2 separate regions of the Mus musculus genome follow, and region 2 is linked to region 1. Evidence: chromatin contacts called from public HiChIP or PLAC-seq data. All regions are on one chromosome and are shown on one strand. The core of a region is the stretch at or near the end of the contact, and the rest is flanking DNA. Distances in the headings are between cores, read along the strand shown. Region 1 overlaps Dach1 (dachshund family transcription factor 1). Region 2 holds the start of Dach1 (dachshund family transcription factor 1).

Region 1 (5,328 bases), core at 2,794-5,293:
AAAAAACCAACTTAAGGGGAATGAGATCAGTTTGGCATGGCCAAACTTAAGATGAAAATATGTACAGAAAACTAAACAAAAGAGAAATCAGGCCAAGCAGTTACTGAAGCCAGAGTTTCAAAAAATGTCACCTCTGAAAACTCCCATAGGCCTCGAAGGTAGTTAGGAAAAGCTTTCCTCTTTCCAACATCAAGCAAATCAAGTATGAATGCTGATTTTGAAAAAAAAAGGTACTAATAAAAAATATATATGTGTATATATGAATATATATATATACATACATATCTATGAATAATCAAAAGTGCTATTTAAATTACAACAAAGCTTGTCAGATACATTCATAATGACAGGTATTATAACTTGTATATTTTCCATAATTTTTGCTCAGACCATCTTCAGTATGTAACAGAATGCCAATATCTCTGTTCAATAAAAGCTACATGTTTGTGCTCTGCACCAGGATTTTCAGGTTTACTTAAATATGTTAATATTTCTCATTATGCCATTAACAATAACCTTCATCCATTTGTGAAAAACATTTTGCCAGGCATGCACATAAAAAATTAGCAAGTGAAGCAAAATCACCTTAATTTGCTTTGGACCAGCAAATAACCAACTAATTTGCAGAAATCCCTGCCAAGCACTCATATTAAATGCTTCATGCTTATTTTATGACCTCTGCTGCTCCTCTCCTTCCTGGGCCCTGAATCATATGATCATTAACATATTGCAAGGTCTGAAACTTTTATTTTTTACATTCTTTAATTAATGCCTGTTTATAGAAGGCCATAGGACTTCAGATCCAGTTAATGAAACTTCGCTCCCCCAGGCCTCTGGGGCCCAATAGAGAGCTCTCTCCTCTGTTGTTTTAGTAGCTTTTTTCCAACTGTTTGTTTATACATACTTAATTGATCTCTTTAGTCCCAGAAGCATTCCAGAGACACAACCTGTTTTGAGGCAAGCTAAGTTTTCCCCCTTCCTTTATAAAAACCTCTGATGCCCAAGGTTATCAGTTTTAATTTGGAAGTTGAAGATTCAGCTTTATTTACACTGTCTAAAACTAAAAAAACTGATACAGGCCTCAGAGTGTTTATTTTCACATCCAAACAGAGTGGAGGGATCACAAGTGCATACTCTATATAATTATTTTGATATAGAACTAAGTAATTACTAAATGCTACTATATCTTATTTTATGACACTGAATAAACACAGCTTTATAACAAGTTGAAAATAAAAACAAATCAGGCTGCCAATGCATGAAATGTTCATGGCTCTTCAATTTACACTTTACATATTCTCTATGACAAGAATTTCTATTATGCTATTCTCTTTTTTTCTGCTATAATTAAATTATAAAAGTAATTGGCTGGTGCTGCACACTGCAGCAATGCCTTAATCACATAGACAAACAGTTTTACAATAGCATACACCATTTGCCACATGGGGCAATGACATTATTGTATCAGACTATACACTCAAGACAGATAGCACATACTGGCTCTCACCACCCTGTTGGCAAGAGCAGAGACCAAGACTCATCCAGCACACCCATTGGCACCTCTCTGGTGGAATTCTCAATGAAGTCAAAACAGCCTAATGCTGCTCATATGCTTTATACAGCTTTTGAAATTCAAAGACTACAAATTGCAAAGACTGCAAATGTATACATTATCCCAAGCTCTGAGTGTATGGTAGAAGAACAGGAAGGAAAGGAAGGAAAAAAAAGAAAAAGGAAAAGAAAGGAATGAAAAATGAAGGAAGGAAAAATGAATGGAAGGAAGGGATAAAGGAAAGAAAGTATGAGCATGAATCATTAATACAACCTTCATTGTTTCTATTGGCAATGACAAACTATTAGTACTCTAAGGTATTTGATTGTGCAAATGTTATGTCTGTGTATTCTTCACAGTTCTTAGTGGTGTTCATGGCTATATTTTCTCTTTGTGGTTATACTGAACACTATACTAATAATTGAAGGGGCTTCAGAGGAAAAAAAAAACACTTTAATGTTTCTAAGAATTACTAGTAAGACATTCATGAGGGCTAAAATTGAAGACTGGTTCATTCCAGAGCTCCCCAGCCTGGTGCAGAGTGAGTGCAGTCTTCTTATCTATAAGATGGGGCTGGGCTTGCTATCTCCGCGACATCTTAAGTGCTCTGGGCATGGAAAAACTCAGTTCTCTGTGAGAATGATGACAGAGGAAGGATCTAACGTAAGTCAATGGTGATTCTAAAAACAATCGGGAAGAAAGAAGGAAAATGAGCTTGAGAAGGAAAATGTGGCAGCTACAAAGAACTATACCGAATAAAATAGTACAATATGCAACACTCAACGCAAACCCTAAGACAAGCGAGTGCATTCTACCTCCAGTTTTCTGTATTTGGGTCTCGGTGAAGTTTGTTTTTGAGGAACCTAGCATGTTTTAATGAAAATTAAGTCCCTCATACTTTTAAAGTTATTTAATGATAAGAATGATCAATGTTTGAAGCAACAAATTTTCTCACAACTGCCTGTGAGACAGACAGGAAGACACAGAAAATAAAGAACTGTTGGGATAGATTTCCCTAAGGTTAATAAAACTATGATGTTTCCTGATGCATCTATACTTGGTTACTTATTCATGTTCCTGAAACTCTCCATTTGGCTCAGAGCACTGAGAAATATTAAATGACCCAATATGATAAAATGGAAACCAGTTTTCTAAACTACAGCTGCTTTATCAAGAAGTCTGCATGCTAAATTAATACAATTTTGCTACTATATTGAAATCTTAAGGTACTGTCATTATTATGTCATTGTAATTACTGATTATAAATTAAGGTTCCCTTTGAAAAATAGTCCATATATACACAGGCCTAACTGAAGCCCCAGAGACACTGCCAATACCCCCACTAACAAGTTGTTCTTAAGAAGAATAATACTATATATAAACAAATACAAATTATAATTTATAATAAATAAGACATGTTAAGGAGGTTTCTTGTGCACATAACGTGAATGTAATGTATGGATAAGGAAACTAATTTTTCTTTAGTCTTAAGAACCAAACCCTCTTCCTCTTCCACATGCCATCATGTCTTACCCACTGCTGTCTGCCTATTTTATCTGACTTCGTGTAAACCAAATTCAGCCATTCCTGAGAAGGTGTTCACATGCTAAAACGTCTTCAATCTTCACATAAATAGGGTGCAAATCAAATCTTATGATGGTATATTTAAGCTTTCAGGATCCCTGTTTGCCACCAGGAATGTCAGAGTTTAGTACCTACTAAGCCATAGATTTATGAGGAAATGCTTGTAGATTGACAAGCAATTTTGCAACAAATGCATCTTCAGTGTGAGCTTCAGAGGACTGTTTAGGACATGCCCAAATGATTTAGTATTTTATACCTTTGCTCTAAAGGGGAGTTCATATAAGTCAGCTCTATCTGAGAACTGTCAATCAAACGGAAACTAAAAGTAACTCTAATCACGGTTTATTTACAAAATACATCTTTATCGCTAGAATTCAGGAGTTCACAGCGCTAAGTGATCTACTGATAAGCAAAGTTTGAAATGCTTTAATTGAAACAAGAAAGATCACTTTCTTATTGAGATACAAACCAGAGCGTTTCTGATTACTTTGACTTAGGAGGTGCCAATATTTGAACATACGCAAACTTTGAATTATTTCCCGTTTGTCCCAGACTTTAAAACATAATTCTTTTTCTTAAGGTTCCACCTTTCAGGGCAAAGAGTTGTAATGAACACCTCCCAGTCACATAGAATTACAATGTTCTTTATCTCACCCAATTCTGAAAAAAGAAAAAAAAGAAAGAAAGAAAAAAGAAAAGAAAGAAAGAAAAGAAAAGAAAGGGAGAGGGAAAAAAAAGGACTTCCAAAGGTTTGGAATCCTGAAACCTGTAAACAAAATCTGTGGAGCAGATAAAATTTTAAATGGCACAATGCAATTAAAGCTGAATTCAATTTGAGCGCACCCTGTCCATCTGTCAGAGAGAAACAAAAGCCGAGGAGCCGCATTATTGCTGAAGCCCTGCTCTTGTTAATTTGCTTGCTGAGAGATTTCAATTTCTAGGAAGTGCACAAATTAGTGTTCAGTCAGGGCTAGATCCTTAGTAAGTACAAGCAGATGGTGGAAATCAGCCCTAATCAAGTGGCCAAAGCCTTTTTTTCCCCCTGTCTGATTAAAGCATTTTAATCCTTTCAGATTGTCTGCTTTTAAGAAAAAATATTCACCATACTTTATTTTTCTTATATTCTAGGATGGATTTAAATTTACCCTATCAACATGAGAGGGGAAAAAAAAGAACTCCAAAAATATATCAATGCATATCTAAATAGCAAGTAGTAGCTAGATTCATAGATCTATTCAATGCCTTGGCTTTTTTATGTGCTAAATAACAGTCTGAATCAGTATTAACTCATATGCTAATATAAATATGGCATATTGAATCTGTTATGGAGAAGTTAAATTACTGAGAGAGTTATAAAATGTTTTCAACATTCAAGTAGAAAGTTAGCAAAAGTAGCCAGCAACCAGAAAATGTGATGTGTTATGCACATCTCTCACATCTAGAAAAGAAAGAAAAAGATATTTACGCTAATAGAAAAATAACAGATACATAAATTCTTAGAAGGGGAATCCTAGTGAGTAAAACTAAGAAGATCCAGTGACTAAGAGAGTTACAGTTTGGGGAACAATGGAAATAGATGAACTAGGAATATAAAACTGTGGCATTGTCTTCACAGTAAAGGACAAATGGACTCAGCATCTACATCTGCTACAATCCTCAGAGGTCTGCTGAGATGCGCTCAAATCTCCAAACACAGTTAAAAACAACAACAACAACCACATTAAGAGACTTATAACGCCTAATTGTATACATTTAACCAAACAGATGAACCAAACACATTCTTCTGTCTCCCTTGTTTTATATCGATCGAGGATATAGGAAGTTTGAAAGTTTTCTACTTATGTTAAAACCATTTTTGATAATAAACTTTGGTTAAAATTTCAGTGTCTGAACACATTTAGAGTTTACCTTTTACATTCTAAAATATGTTCTTTAAATATGTATACATCAGCGAAGAGTATTTATAGGAATGAAATGCCCACTTACGCTCTGAAAACACTTATGAATAAGTGGAAACCATCTACAGTTTCTTATCCCATGAAGATGTGCAAGATCCCATGTGAGTGCTTCACATCCTGTTTAGCAATTTCATTACCCAACTGCTCTTAACAAACACCTCCTAAAAGTCTGACAAAGTTTTACAAATATAAATGCATATTTCAGATGTGTTTGGTTTCACAAAGTTAGTTACT
Region 2 (5,567 bases), core at 2,798-5,297, 61 kb after region 1:
CCAGGTTTAAATGAAAATAAAAATAGTTTGCAAGTTCAAAGAACAAAGTATTCCAGCTATTGCTTTCAAAATAAAGACCGGAAAAGATAACCCTTATAATTAGTATTAAATTGCTAATATGGTAACATGCAATTTGTATATTTTTGGTGAGAGAAAGTTCAAATGCAAAGTTCCATTTCCTGGCCTATGGCTGTGTTGGGAGAACCTATGTAGGTGTATATTCAAATCTTCTCAGAATAACTAGCAGAATTTCCATGGATTTAAGTGTAAAAGGCTCTCTAGTTGATATATAAAATCAAAATGTGATAGTCAGTCAGCACTTTCCCTGCCTAAGAATAGCTTGAAGTAGGATGTTAGAACAAAACATTTAATCACAAAATATTAAGGCCAAATGAAATATAATTAGGGTGCAGATGACGTATTTTTAAAGGGATACACAATTCTACTGAGTTTAAGTGATCTTTGGCCTTGGAACTTAAGACTCCAGAACTGTTAGGAACCTCTGGGAAGGAAAAATGGACAAAGGAAGAAAAGGATGATGGTTGGAGGGACCGGAAAGAGGAGGAAAGAAAGTAAAAAGAAAACTTTTTTTTTTAAAGTAACTTTAAGACTATCCTCCGACTATATGACTAAAACTACCATTTAAAGTCTTGGTATCATAACATCACAGAGCCACTGTAAGGAGTTCCTCACAGGGTGTGTGTGTGTGTGTGTGTGTGTGTGTGTGTGTGTGTGTGTGCTCATGTCAGTGTGTGCCTGCACATATGTAAAATGACTGTTGATTATTCAGCACGAGAAACACAATGGATATTGGGAGAAGAGCAGGCATTTCGTTAGTGAAGAGGAAAGCTGCATCTCAATTTGTCACAGAGTCAGTGTGACAGCCAGCAACACAAGTGTCTGAACTGACTTCCAGTTTTACTGTGCATTGTTCATGACTCTACAACAATGTCCTGGGTGCTTCTGGTAGTTTTTACGACAGGTTTTGGACAAATATGTTATCTTCTGGACAACCAAGAATGACAGTTATCTGACTAAATGGCATTTAGCAATCAGCATGCCCACCCGTGCCCAATGCCATCTGGCCACCCACCGGATCCAGTAGAAGCATGTGTGCGCGCACGTATGTGCGAGCAGGACACACACACACACACACACACACACACCACAGCTGAAATAAGAGGTCAAGACAGGAACATCAAAACATCAAATAAACACAGAAAGGAATTGCTAGCTAGGTCAGTTAAGTTGGGATGGAGTTCTGGTCTTTTCCTTTCTCTTCCCAGGCCCTACAGAGGAATAGTCTCAAAGAAATTGCTGGTGGCTTTGGGTCTGGTTTCTCACCTCTCCTGTCCAGTTTCCTTAGCTCTGTTAAGAGCCTCTGCTTTTTCCCCTCACCATTAAGCTTATTTTAAAGGTACCAAAGTGTGCGTATGTGCATGTGTGTGTGTGTGTGTGTGTGTGTGTGTGTGTGTGTGTGTATGAATCTTTTCTCCCAGTTCCCAAGTGCCTACTTATGATCTCCAACTTTCTCTACTTTCTTTCTCTCAGAACCTCTGAACTTATCCCTCTGCCAGCAGCTGGATCATTTCTACCCCGAAACTGACAAGTTGCCCCACTCCCGCCCCCTCTCGGTAGATCCTCCCCCAGTGAGCGTTCATTAGCATAAAACTGGTTGGGTCAGGGACTGTCCCAAGGCCACCTCGGCGCACATGCACAAGGAAGACTAGGCGAGAAGTATTCAAGCCCTTAGCATCCTGTGGCAAAAGGACCACCTGCACCTTTCCTGAGCTACTAAACTCAGAAAAGAAAGTGGAAAGAAAAAAGAAAAAGAAAGAGCGAAGACTGGTCAATCCGCACTTTGAAAAGAGGGCGAGCAAGTCCCTTTCTTTTCTTCCCCACCTCTCCAATTCAGCTTCCAAGAGTCTGGGGCACCAGGTCATCTCCTAAAGAACAAAACGTGTTTGTGCCCTCGCATTTGCCCCGGGGCAAACGTACTTCTTTTTTTCTTTTCACGAGCGCGTGCGCGCGCGCGCGTACACACACGCACACACACACACACACACACACACACAGATAGGGAGACACAAACACACACATCCGCGCACACACAAACCCCTCCCCTACACAGGCTTCCCTCTGGGATGTGGGGCTGAACTCTTTGGTTGAACTCTCAGATTACCCCTGCTCCTCTCAGCGCCCGGTACTGTTCCGGTGCTGACTTCTCAGCGCCGCTCTCAGCTGCCAGCCCACCCTCTTTTCTTACTAGAGGAGCCCCCCTATCCCAGAGCGCATCCCTCAGCTTCGGAGCCCTGCAGGATCAGGGTCACGACCTCCCTCCTATCCCAGAGGTGCCCAGAGGCTTCTTGGAGGAACCCAGGTCCCAGGAGTGCACACTCAGGCAGTAGTGTCCGGAACGGGTGCAGGTCACCAGCGCGCCCGGGAAGGGGCTGTGACTCCTGGGAAGGCACCTTCCTCTGGTTCCCCACTCTGCATCCCAAGCTCAGCGGCAGCCTAGCCCGAATGCCCTAGGAAGCATCAGGAACACCCGGCCGGCACGGATCAGGCCGCGAGCAGTGCGAACTTGCCCAGGAGGTCGGGCGAAGGAGACTAGCCCCGGGGACCGACAGGAGAGGGCCGTGCTCGCCAGGGCGCGCAGCTCGCGGACGCGCTGAGCGGGCGGCGCCGGGAAGGGAGCAGGGGAAGGGCGAGGAGGAGGGTGGGAAAGGACCAGGGCGACAGAAGGTTTCCCCTCCGCTCTTTACCTGGCGTTGGTGCAGTCATTGTAGAGGGTCTCGAAGTCCTTCCTGGAGATGAGTTTGCAGCGGTTCACTCCGGGCTGGATGGCCCCCAGTCCCCTCAGGATGCGAACCTGTTCCACATTGCACACCACCGGCGTGATCTCCAACCGCTTCAGCTTGGTGTAGACGGTGTGCAAGCCCCCCACCAAGTGCTTCAGGAACAGGTCGAAAGCCTGGGGCAGGCAGATCAGCTCGCAGCCCTCCACCGTAAAGGAAGCCACTTTGGCCCCTCTCAGATCCACCATTTTGCACTCATTATTCTGGGGGGTGTTTTCCACTGGGGACGGGGTTGAGTACACGGGTTTCCCAGGGAGGGGGCCGCAGCTGCTGCTGCTACTGCTGCTGCTGCTGCTACTGCTGCTGCTGCTGCTACTGCTGCTGCTGCTGCTGCTACTGCTGCTGCTGCCGGTGCTCGCGGTGATGGGGGTGCTGGAGGCGCCGCCGCCGCCAGCGCTAACGCCGCCGCCGCTGCTCCCGGCCGCCAGGCTGGGGTTGCAGTTGCTCCCGCCGCCGCCTCCGTTGCCGCCGCTGCCACCGCCGCCTCCGCTGCCGCCGCCGCCGCCACCAGGAGAGGTGACTGTGGCCGCGGCTGAAGAAGAAGCAGAAGAGGCAATGGGCTCCGGCCGGAACAGAGTTGGCCCAGACGACGCCGGGGGTCCGATGGATGGAGCCGGAGACGAGGTCGCCGAGGAGGTGGAGGTGGTGGTGCCCGAGGAGGAAGCAGAAGTAGAGATCGGGGGTTGAGGGGGGACCAGCTGGGTCGGAGGGATCAAAGCCGCCGGCACTGCCATGGTCACATATAAGGGGAAACAGAAGGAGGAGAAGCGAGGGGGAAAAGTTGCCACACACCCCCCAAAGGGGAAGGGGGAGAAAGGGGGACAAGGATCGAGGTGGGGGGGGGGGCAGAGACAACAAGCACTCTAGGAAGGAACCTTAGTTGGAGAGAGGGAGAGAAGAGGAGAAAAAGGAGGTGAGGTTAAGAAAGAGCGAGCGCAGGAGGGGCGAGCGCGAGAGGCGCTCGAGAGAGAAACGCACAAAAGTGTCCCGCAAGTCGAAATGCGAGTCCTCTCTCGGGGCTGGGATCGCGGGCTGCTCTTGGGGGGGGAGAGGCGGGGGTGGGGCGGGGAGGGTCGGCTGGTGGTGTGTGGGTCCCGCTCTAGCACAAAGTTAAGGATGAAGGTGAAAAGGAGGAGGGTTGAGGGACTTGGGTTCTCCCTGGCAAGTACATTGATCAAAGATTGAGAGGGGAATGACAGAGAGAAAATGAGCTGAAAGTGCAGGCTGCCGGCTGGACGAGTTGTTGTTGTCACACGGTGCGGAGGGGAGGAGCTCCGGATACTTGAAATACCCTTTGAAGCCGCGAAAACCTCACTCACTAGTATTAACCCAAATTATCCAACCAGGAACTCGGAGCACAGACTCCAAGAGCGCGAGACCGAGGAAAGGGGGTGGGTAGAAAACGGGAGTGGGGGGGGAGGGTACGGAGGAAAAGGGTGGGAGGAAAGCCCTAGAAAAGCCGGGGCCCAAGAGTGGTGCTCAGAGAGAGGGAGAGAAAGCTGGTCATCTACTTCTCTCGCGCTGCTACCGTTACATCCCCTGCCACCTCCTCTGTGGCTTTGAAGGAGAAGACTCTTAGCTCCCACCCACCCACCCACCCCAAAAAGGTTCTGAGCAAACGCCTCATGACTGAAAGAGCGGCGGTGCCGCTGCCAGCTCACCTTCAAGGATTTAGGTTCACACACACACACACACACACACACACACACGCGCGCGCGGGGCATTTGTGCAAGCAGTTACAAAAGGAAACATCCCCAGCTCATGACTGTTGGGCAATTATTATTATTATTATTATTATTATTATTATTATTATTATTATTATTATTATTATTATAGGAAAATTCACATGTAAGCAGTGTGGACTATTTTGTGTATCTGACGGGTTTTTTTTCTATATCAAAAATGTTTATATAAAGATAAAGAAGAGTTTTCAAGCTGCGGGAAGAAAGTCACTTAAGAATAATGGGTGCTCCTGATCCTAGTAGACAGGGATACAGTGGATTAAAACAACTTCCCTTTCACCTCCAGAGATTGGTCAGGGATGACTTCTTTATCTAGAAATTTCTAAAGAGATCAGCTGTCCTTGAAGATTAGAAAGTAGAATACAAAAACACACTGATGTTTCTTACCCAAAACTCTAATTAATTCACCTGGTCTTGCACAGTAATCAACTCTCATTTCTCCTTCAGTACCCGAGGAGAGTCGAAAGTGTGTTATTTAAGTCACACAATAATTATTGGGTTCCTTTCATATTTGGAAAGTCCTGCTATGTTTTGGGAACTTCGTTTTTGCTTTCTCAGTGAGAATGTGTTTGTAAAGAATGAAATAGAAACTAAGCCTCCTGGTTGACTTGTAAACACAGAAGGCAGAAGGGAATAGTGGTTTGGGGCTGCATGAGGGGAGTAAGACACTCATTTTCTCCTCCTGTCTTCTCTAACTTGTTGCACAGCGATGTTTTTTCCGGGATGTTTGACCAGCATAGAATTTGAGCATAGGTCCTGTGTGTTTGTTGCTTATATCTCTAGGAATCTGGAGTAGTTAGGCATTGAACCTGTCTACACATGTCTAAAGATTTCATAAGATGTGAGGAGGCAGCATATGACAGATTTAAGAAATAAACTATTATAACAGGCTTGTTGATTTGAGAAATGTTAGGATGTTATTTTTGCCATTTAGGTATTGAAATTATCACTTTTGTCTTTATCTTTT

What was found. HiChIP or PLAC-seq counts read pairs in DNA pulled down with a chosen protein or histone mark.
Region 2: an H3K27ac HiChIP or PLAC-seq map of embryonic brain shows a contact between it and region 1, with 7 times the contacts expected there. The contact joins the promoter of Dach1 here to the enhancer-like site in region 1. A contact is called at or near these places in 4 of 39 promoter capture datasets (cranial neural crest, neutrophils, pre-B cells and 1 more), 6 of 484 Hi-C or Micro-C datasets (cerebellum, erythroblasts, macrophages and 3 more), 9 of 115 datasets of contacts at active chromatin or transcription factors (a beta-TC-6 cell line, bone marrow-derived macrophages, a colorectal cancer cell line and 4 more) and 2 of 9 other capture datasets (adipose tissue and pancreatic islet).

Annotation. Positions count from the first base shown.
Region 1 is chr14:98,104,923-98,110,250 of GRCm38.p6, forward strand. All of the region lies in intron 1 of Dach1 (dachshund family transcription factor 1), which reads right to left. Among named protein-coding and RNA genes, the nearest start is that of Dach1, 62 kb to the right of the region's middle. Within about 2 kb of position 4,044, at least 18 of the 459 cell types and tissues checked have an H3K27ac peak or open chromatin away from gene starts, as enhancers often do. A contact at or near this core is called in cerebellum and embryonic brain, where this site is marked.
Region 2 is chr14:98,165,718-98,171,284 of GRCm38.p6, forward strand. It overlaps Dach1 (dachshund family transcription factor 1), which reads right to left and starts at 4,048. Exons shown (of 12, transcript NM_007826.3): 1 at 2,766-4,048. The coding sequence starts at 3,592. Gm33583 (a long non-coding RNA gene) reads left to right here and starts at 4,187. Exons shown (of 2, transcript XR_003951195.1): 1 at 4,187-4,249.